2 separate regions of the Anser cygnoides genome follow, and region 1 is linked to region 2. The links are chromatin contacts, called in public Hi-C maps. All regions are on one chromosome and are shown on one strand. The core of a region is the stretch at or near the end of the contact, and the rest is flanking DNA. Distances in the headings are between cores, read along the strand shown. Region 1 overlaps PREX1 (phosphatidylinositol-3,4,5-trisphosphate dependent Rac exchange factor 1). Region 2 overlaps ARFGEF2 (ADP ribosylation factor guanine nucleotide exchange factor 2).

Region 1 (4,984 bases), core at 2,038-4,537, 170 kb before region 2:
GTCTGTACTGAAATACTCCAAAAATCCTTTCTTACATAATGTTAGCCCTGTGCAAAATTCTGAAGTCAAATTAGATGGGAATTTCATTCTGTACAGTGCACTACTTCAGAACAAGCTTAACTGTGGGAAGAAAATTAACAGGTTTCTCACAAAATGAGGATCTCCTCATTTGTACAAGAATCCTATTTGTACAGGAAATCATCAAGAGTGGAATCTCTTTTTCATGAGTTTTAATGTAGTTAGCAAGGAGCACTCTTTTCAATGTCTTTTAAAGGAAAAGAGAAGTATGAAATACCTGAGTTTACGGTAGTATTGCTGCACTTTTTCAAGAGAGAGACCATTAATTTGCTGGGGAAGTTCTTCCAGTGGTGAACCAGCTGGTTGTAATTGCCCCTCCATACTCTCCAGAGCTGAAAAAGAAAACATTTAGCTAAGACATTATTATGGTAAATGCAAATGTAGAATGTTATTAGTTTTCTTTTAATTAATTTATTTATCTCTACATCATCTCACTGCTCTGCACATGACTGTTAGATCATGTCAAGGTTAATTTGTTACAGCATAAATTTAATGAATTTCCCAGTGTGAGAATGCAGTGGTATAAAGGTGAGCTTCACAGAAAGCAGTTCTGTCTAACAATAATTACTGCCCATTCATAGACCCTTGATGGATATTTTGGTATGAATGTTTCCTATCTAGTCAATATTCCTTTGTTTCCAGCTCAGATAATTCTGTCATGGTGTGTGCTTTTAAAAATACTTGTTTGTACCCAGGGAACATCTCTTGATACCATACTAGATAAGACTGTCCATATAGCCCAATATGTCTTTGTGACTTGAAGCTTTGCAGGAAGGCATAAAAAAGCCCCAGGCAGGCATATCTTGTTCTCATGACTGTGTTTTATTCTAATCTCCACCAATCCCCAGATCTTCCCAGAATACAACTATCTGCTTCTTAAATATGTCTATTTTTCAGCTGCATTATGTTAAGAGTTTCATGGTCATTCTTTATTTTGAATCTTTTAATCTCATCTATTAGCTTATTTTTCTCAAGAAAGCTTTTTATAGATACCTTTTGTAAATAGCACCGTGTGTAGTTTCAAGCTTCCCCCATTCTGAAACCGAGAAGGCAGTTTGGAGAAGTAGTAGCTGTCAAGATAAAAGATAACCTTCAAGGACTGACGACTTCCTTCGATGTGGTAGAAGACATGAGTATCTGCAGAAATAAAGATAAAACAGTTGCTGTATTACCACAGAAGGCCAAATCTGAAACCATTGCTGCCTGAGTTTGTTAGATAATCTAATGACATTTCACATCTCTGCCATTAGATGAATATGGGAGAACCTTTACTGAGAGAAAACAGGTTCTGAAAGTTTATCCTTAAAAGATGCAGCTAGCATGATGTTTGATGCTAATACAGTAAATGTGATTAACAATTAAAATCCCATCTTATTTCATGGCATCTCATAGAAAACATGGGGAGAGATGTGGCAAGGTGGGACAGAGGACACAGAAGAGCTGTAGAGGGACAGTCCTTCTTCCTTTGGTAGAGTGGTTAATTACAAATATCTGTCAGGAACTGTTCATCATCTGTCTTATCTTCCTACATGTGAAATCACACAAGTCAGGTACACTGGCACAGACCTAAATCACAGAACATGCCACTGACATCCCAGGATATCAAAATCCTTGCTTTTATGTTGTGTGCTTGCAGAGGAAGCTGAGGGAATGCAACAGTCCTTCAGAGAGGTTGCTGGGTACTCTCCAGGTTTGATGTGGTCTGTTAGATTTATAATCATGGAAAATGTAACCTATAAAACAAACACGAAAAAAGACCTCCAAAGAAACTGAGAATACTCACTTGCTACAAGACTTTCATCCATCTGCTTGAAATAGAAGGCAACTTTGTCCAGTTCAGTCAGTGTGACCTGGATGTCTTCCAGCATGGTACGCTCCTCCTTCTGTGGGGCAAAGAACCAGATACAAATAGGTCATCATCTGCCAGAAGGAAATCAATAGCAGGACAGGATAGTTGTTACTGGTGTGCTTTGCTTCAGGAGACCTAAAGCAGAATACAAAGCTTTCCACTAACTCCACACCCCCAAGGTAACTACTAATGGCTCGTTAACTTTGTGATACAAGCTTAGCTACCCTTCGCTTGGCTGTCGCTTGATGCGATTCACAGAGAGTAGAGAGGTTGAAGCACTGAATAATTTTGAAGGTGTCTCTTTTTCCAAACTTTACCCCATATCTACAAATGTGAAAAGCCTATCAGTTACTGTGAAATAAATGTCCTTACATTCCGTGCAATGTGAAGGAATAATCATTGCACACATTCAATATATGATGTTTAAAAAGTCCAAAAAAGTCACTTCTCTATACTGTCAGAGCTATTTGCCTTTTTTACGCTTTTCTCTTAACATTTTTACTGTAGCTTATCTACTGAGGATTATCTACTCATTAGGTGCAGGTGAACTATGCAAGACCTTCTCCTCCTTTGACATGGTGCCTTTAGCTTAGGCTCAAATCACTGCACCACGGCATTGTGTGAGAAATACACTTCAGTCCATCTATTCTATAAAAACAGTCGCTGTATGAACAAAAGTCTAGATTTTCATGTTTGGAACTCTGAATACTCAGAACTTTTATCCACTCGTTGAAATGTGTGATTTCACCAGAAGAGGGCAGGCCACACATGCTTCACCAACAGCCGAGCAACTAAACGCAGCAACATCACTCCAAATATAAAAGCAGTTTGATTCTGACAGTGCTCTAGTGTGACAGCCATCCAGTATTTGTGAGGAGATGGAAGTAATGGGATATGGAATACTGGGGCATGGCTGTCAGCATTGGGAGTCTCCTGAGGTTGCTGCAGTGAGAGCCTCAACATGCTGCTAGAACAAAGGGCTCTGGCTGGATTGTGAGTGGCAGAGCAGCACACATACAAATGTGAACAGACCCAAGAGTGTCAGCAACTCTTCATCTTACCACAGTGGGGGAGAGCAGAGACTGGTAATTTAGTAAAACACCAGTGGCTGCTATCTGTTCCAGCCATTTTCTGCTGGCATCTCTGCTGCTCTCTTCATATTCCCCATTGTTGTTGTATCGATAGTTGAGAGCAGCCAGTAACTGCTCCGAGAAGGTGCAAATAGCAGCCACAAGAGATTGGCAGAAGATGGAATCACGCCTCAGCTGTAGCTCAGTATCTGCAAGAGAAGAGGAGAGAGGCATAAAGTAGTCATGAGAATACTCACTGCTATTGTAGTATCTGTGTGCATGACATTTGACTTCTGCTGTAGCTTTGCACAGACATAACAGATAACCTCTTCTTGCTGCGTGCCCTGGCTGTAGAGATAAAGATAGCATCAATGGGAAAATTTTGCTGAAAATTTTCCAGGCCACTTGACTCTTTATTTTACCTCTGCCATCTGCATGCTCATTCTTCTGACTGGGAAGAGCTGTAACTCCTTATTGCCATAATCTGGACTGATTCCCTTCTTTTTATGTTTACAGAAGCAAGAGAATTCATGAAAGAGGATCTCTGCCATTACTTCTCTCCTGGGCTATTAGAGATTCATTTGCCCCTCATCCATCTGTATTTCATGGGCTTCCCATATGCTTAATGCATTAACTGGGCCTGCCAGTAGGGTACCAACTGGTTTATGTTTCCTGGGAGAATTTCCCATGTTAACTTTGCTTCCAGTCAGGCTGCCAGGCAGCCACATGCTGGTCTAAGCAACCTTGTCATACTTAAGGGGATTGTAGGCCAAAGAGGAACATGAATAAGTGAAGAGCTACTTCCCAGGCTCCTCCAATAGGCACTGCAGTGTTCCCAAGAGAAAGAAGCTGAAGACATCATTCAGAGGCTTTGAAGATCTGGATTATTTTTATGGAGCACTGACCACAATAGACTGACCAATAAAGTCTAGGCCCTGGGCCCTATCTTCAACTGAAGGGCAACCACGCCTTCCAGCAGTACGAACTGAACTGCTAAAGTAAGGTAAAGAGAGCTTAGAACTGCCCTCAAAGCTAGCGAATCCCTGCTGCCATAAAGCTGGCATAGCCAGTTCAGTGCCACCTGCTCCTCCATTCTTTCCAGAGGATACTGGTGAAATTGCTGAGGGGATGGGGCATAGGTAAACACTTATGGACTCCGTATAGCTGTTGTCATTAAAAGCAGCCTTTATGGACACTAGACTGACACTGCAGGCTGGTTTTGACAGACCCACGGACCAGGCCTGGCAGGAGCACGGAGGTGATTTAGAGCCATGCTAATCCAACATCTTCATTCTATGAAAACATGAGAATCAAGCCGGCACAGTGAAATAATGACAGCCTATTGCAGTTATTTATTACCTCATTTTCAAACAAAAATACACCACACAGATATTTCAATTATAAAAAGACAGCACATTCACTCCTGGGAACAGCCTGTCACTTGATCTGTGAGTACAACATTTTGTGCATGGTAACAGATTAATGGTGTCTAGCCACAGTGGTTTTAGGAGCTGCCTGCACATTTAGGTTCTTAGTATCCTCCTGGCTGTAATTTCAGTATACACAGTCCCAAATCCCTAACGTGCCTGCTCTGTTTAGAAAGATGTCAGTGTCCATGGTCTCACAGACAGTTGTGCAATAGGTCTCATTTTTGCTGCATGTTCTCACCACAGAAGGAAACAGTAAAAGCCATCTGGGAATGCGGGTTGTACAAAAGAAAAAAGGAAGACAGAAAAACAGTGCTTGTGCGAAATCAATGGCCAGCCAGGTGACACAGCAACCTACACTGTAATTGAAGCAATGTAAATTGAAGAACAGATGTCAGATGCATGAAAAGGCCGCCATAGATGCAGAACACAAGAAATGTTAGCATAAAATGCCAGGACTAAAGCTAAATGCAAAGGAAATACCGCTTAGATGTATGCACAGGCATTCACAAAAAGTTCTGGTGGGACGATGTATATACAGTGTATTGCAACAAAGTGAT
Region 2 (4,391 bases), core at 918-3,417:
AAATTTTTGGAACATATTCCTGGTATTGAACTCACTAGTTAATTGGAAATACAGCCTATTGCCTTTTCATTGGCATCAGTGAGCTTTGTGTCAAATCCTAAATGCATAGCATTGAGAAGCATGTCTTATTTCAAACATGCTGTAATCAGTGTAGAATTCTGTAATTCTATAATCAAGTCAAGAAATCCAATTTTTGAAGACATTCTGGAAGGGAGTTTTATTTGTCATTATTCACTTCTCTGATGCTCTTTTCTTTCCACTGTCTGATTCACTTCTTTTATCATATTTCCCCTCTTTGGCTCTTCCTCAATCATACCCACCTAGTTAAAAATAATCACGTACTAAAAAGTGCATAATGAGATTTTCATGATGCTCCTTCCTGACATAATTTTTGATTATGTAATTAAGGGTTCTTATTGGGCTCTTGAACCGAGAGAAGATTTTGGTTTAATTAATCAAAAGGTCTTGCTCAAATCAGGGTATTTTTAAGCAGTTTAGTTTTTAACTAATGTACAAAAAGCATTTTTATTTTTCCTCACTTATAGGATGTTATGTGATATGCTCTTTACCCTCTAAAGTCAACAATATAGAAACATTGTCTTGACATCAAGCTTAGTTCTTCTTAGGTAAAGCACTAGAATTAGGAACCAGGAACAGAGGTGCATCAAACTTCGCTGTGATTGAGCTAGGATAATTTTTGTGTTTTACTAACTGGAAGTTTGCCAGATGATTAAATGGTCAATTAAATTGGGGTTGTTCCACGTGAACTTTTTTCCTATAAGAAACCATGAAAATAAATTTGCTTTTTTTTTTTTCTTTCTTGTCAAATTAATATTCTTATTAAATTTGTTGTTTTGAGCAGTACTAAGAGAGGCTGCTGGACGTTTTGCAGATAGTATTGCAAATAAGTATTTGCCCTGAGCTAACATAACCAACTAAAAGGCACTTTTTGTATTTTATTCACTGTAAGTACATGAAGCAAAAAAAATAATAATAATAACATGAATGGTGGTGCTTGTTTTTGTTTATGAATTGCTTCTTCCTAAACACATTTGTGTCTTGTTGTTATCAGCCACCAGTATATCCTACAGGAAAAGCCACCTACCTTTTGGACAGCACAACCAATGTGAATTTAAAAAAATTAAGAGGTGGAGACTAGAATTATGCAGCCACTTCTGAACTTGTATGGTTTTCATAATTAAAGGCAGGAAAAAAGTCTCTCATGCAACAGAGATTTCAAGACAAAAGAAAAAATGTTTTATTAGATAAACAAAATACAAGTTATCCATCCATTTATTCTTTTCTCCCATTCCAGTCTCTGCTTTTTCCCATGTGCCTCAGTGCTTTTGAAGATGCAGATCCCGACTTTTGGGGGCTAGGGATTGGCAATAGCTCAGCAATCTGTGGTCCACTGGCTTTCAGCTGCGACAAGTGCTTAAGATGCTTGTTGAGAATGAATGGATCATTCACATGTTTATGTTCAGATCACACATAAGTGATTGACTAAACTGGGGCCTATTTCCAGTGTTGGTGTAAGGGAAAGGAGCAAAACCTCATGTAATGTGGTGCTGCATCAGCTGCTGCTTTGATATTCAGTGCTTCAAGTGTATTTAAGCAGAGCTGTAATTTCTATTTTTTGTCTACACCTGCAATTTAGTGCAGTAATAATATTTTTTTTTTAAATATGGAGTGATTTCAGTAATAAGCATTTGTGAAATAATATGTGAACCCTTCACCACTAAATATTGAGAGCAAAGGAAGTCCGCACTTGATAAACCAAAGATCTTTGTCTAAGGGTGGACTCAACCAGTTAGATATCAGATTAGCACAAAATAGATAGCTTTTTCATAATACCTAAGTTTGCATTTGTGGTCTCCCTGGACTTCTTGTATTAATGGTAAAACTCTCTCTATAGTTATCGTAGTGCATGTATTTTATACCTACAGGGCTGAATTCATGTAATCAGGAGAAATTTACTCCTATATGCAGCTCAGGCTGTGGTTTCATTATTGGATGTAAGCCCATCTAAGTGTGGGCTACCCTTTTTCCCCTTCCTCCGTTGCTGCGTGTTTTCACCACCTCTTTTGTGACACTGTGGTGAACAGGATCAGGATCAGCTGATCCAGCTGAAAATTAACCGGAAGGCAAACAAACAAAAGCTCCTTTTTTCAGACAGATTTTTTCCCTGACTGGCTCAGTGTGCAACCCCTAAGAGCCGCCGCTGGCATGAGAGGAGACCTAAGGTCTTGTGGTAAGGGCAAGGCTGAGAGAAGGATGGGACTGCCTCCTTTGGCAGCAACTAATATGCAGATCAGTTGAAAGCCATTTGTGAAACTATAGCCTTACACTGCTACATGCATCAATGCTGGATGCGGTCCATGAAATTATAACCACTTCTATAAGGTCAGTGCATGGGCTGTGAGCTCACAGCGTAGGCGTAGAAAGACATTCTGGGAAAACATCACCAAGCTCTAACAGAATACTAATTGACTACAGCAGACCCTTCGGAGAATGGGAATCAGACTTTTTTTTTTTTTTTTTTTTTTGCCTTATTGATATTATCAAAAAGGGCTTTTTTTTCCACTTGCTGATTTTGTACAGAAACATTAAAAATAAGAGTAGCAATAAAAATGCCATTAAACCGACAGTATCACTCGTGAAATCACAAAACACTTTAATTTGAATTACAGTGTGGATGCTGTAACATCATACATAACAGGAAGCCAGTGACAGCAGATTAAAGTTAGGAGGAGGCCAATATGCTTTGCCACAGAAGATGAAACGATGTAAACACTAATGGCCCAGAACACAGCACGCAGAATGTCTTAGACTGAAGATGGAAGGGAACAGGGCAGATGTGTTTTTCTTGAAGCCTCTCTTAACAACCAAATTGCATTAACAATAGCAAAGATGTCAGTCAGTTTGGGCCCCTTTGCTTTCAGAAGTTCAGCACTTTCGAGAAATCTTCATCTTGGATAAAAATTTGGCCAATTAAGTCAAAAAGTAAAAAAATCTGAAGCTTTTTTTTTTCAGAATGTCCAGCTGGAGTAGAAGTGAAAAAAATGCTCTTTCTTTTTCAGAACTGAAGAAAAATGTTGCCATGTAGACACATAGACACAGCTCTATGGAAAGGAAAAAAGGAAAAAAATTAGTTTCTTTGAATTAGATGTACATAACATGCTGCAGAATACTTTTTTTTTTTTTTTTAAGAAAAAAAATACTTACCAAAGTGTAAGGTATTTGTCTTTGGCATGTACGAGATTGAGATTTTATAGATCTTAGAGGCACCCTGGTGTTGGGTGACTGTAAAATATAAATTCTAAACAGGATTTTCTTTCCTGTTCTGAGGATGTTGACTTGAACTAGATTATGCAGCCCTTTTTACACATTTACACCCACTGTTGATCTTCATAATGTCTTACTATGCAAATAGTTCCAAGCCATGAGAAAGACCTCCACAATTCAGACTTTTCTGAAAGTCTTTGCAAAGTTCAGACAGCAGCCCTGAGCCCTGATAGTCCCTGGAGAAGGAGAAAAATGCCTCTTTTCCTTGCTTTCTCCCAGGCACGAGGAGACAGTGCCTCTTAAGTAGTTTGTAGACAAAGCTCTCTCTTCTGAATGGCTGGTACTTTGGTGATGACTTGCACTGGAGCTGTATTTCCATTCCTCAAGGACCAAAATCCTGGGGCAGAAGTCAGTTTTCTGTACATGAAGTTTAGGCTTAGGCCAGATTCCTGTTTGGTATGCATCAGGTCACAGCAACAAACTAAGCTTGGGCAAGGTAATTACATAGATAGTCACACTGAATTCATTGACATTACCCATGTGCATAAGGGTGGCGAGGGCTGGCTTCAGTAAATCCGAGTCTCCATATTTCATTTGAATGACCTGTGATATGTTAATTATTTTTCCATTCCACTAGCTGAACAAATTACAGAATGATTTCGGTTTCAAATTGAGCATGCTTCCTAATAACACCAGATCAGAAATTTACAGCTTCCCTCTTCTGTGTCAGTACAACATACTGCAGCTACAATTTTGCATAGGAAGTTTCCTTAAAATGGTAGCAGGGATCTAAGTAACAAAGTATAGGATAAAACTACAGCACTAAAATACTTTTTTTTTTTTTAAAAGAAAGTCATAAGAGCCAACATGATGATGATACAGAGGTGTTCAAGAAGGATGAGCAGTGGAAAGGTTTGCAGTGGCAACAACATGGAAAAATCATTTTGCACTTTATAAACTGAACCAGTCCAGGGGAGACAGAAAGAAATGGTCCCATTCTCCCAATTTCTCCCCACACATTTCCTTCAGTTTTCTCAGAAACAATAGTGTTTCTTCTGTTCCATAGTATTTAGCCTCATAAAGTATTTGGGAAACACTGAAAGAAT

Evidence for each region. A called contact is a pair of places that touch in the nucleus more often than the background predicts.
Region 1: a Hi-C map of fetal liver shows a contact between it and region 2, with 1.9 times the contacts expected there. The contact joins two enhancer-like sites. A contact is called at or near these places in 5 of 7 Hi-C or Micro-C datasets (fetal liver, granulosa cells and liver).

What each region holds. Positions count from the first base shown.
Region 1 is chr16:9,442,659-9,447,642 of Taihu_goose_T2T_genome, reverse strand. It overlaps PREX1 (phosphatidylinositol-3,4,5-trisphosphate dependent Rac exchange factor 1), which reads right to left. Exons shown (of 40, transcript XM_048072456.2): 32 at 2,989-3,206; 33 at 1,862-1,961; 34 at 1,072-1,215; 35 at 296-410. It overlaps LOC106041348 (a long non-coding RNA gene), which reads left to right. Exons shown (of 11, transcript XR_010825206.1): 11 at 3,514-4,984. Among named protein-coding and RNA genes, the nearest start is that of PREX1, 160 kb to the right of the region's middle. Within about 2 kb of position 3,287, at least 1 of the 3 cell types and tissues checked has open chromatin away from gene starts, as enhancers often do. A contact at or near this core is called in fetal liver, where this site is marked.
Region 2 is chr16:9,275,392-9,279,782 of Taihu_goose_T2T_genome, reverse strand. All of the region lies in intron 1 of ARFGEF2 (ADP ribosylation factor guanine nucleotide exchange factor 2), which reads left to right. Among named protein-coding and RNA genes, the nearest start is that of ARFGEF2, 6.4 kb to the left of the region's middle. Within about 2 kb of position 2,167, at least 1 of the 3 cell types and tissues checked has open chromatin away from gene starts, as enhancers often do. A contact at or near this core is called in fetal liver, where this site is marked.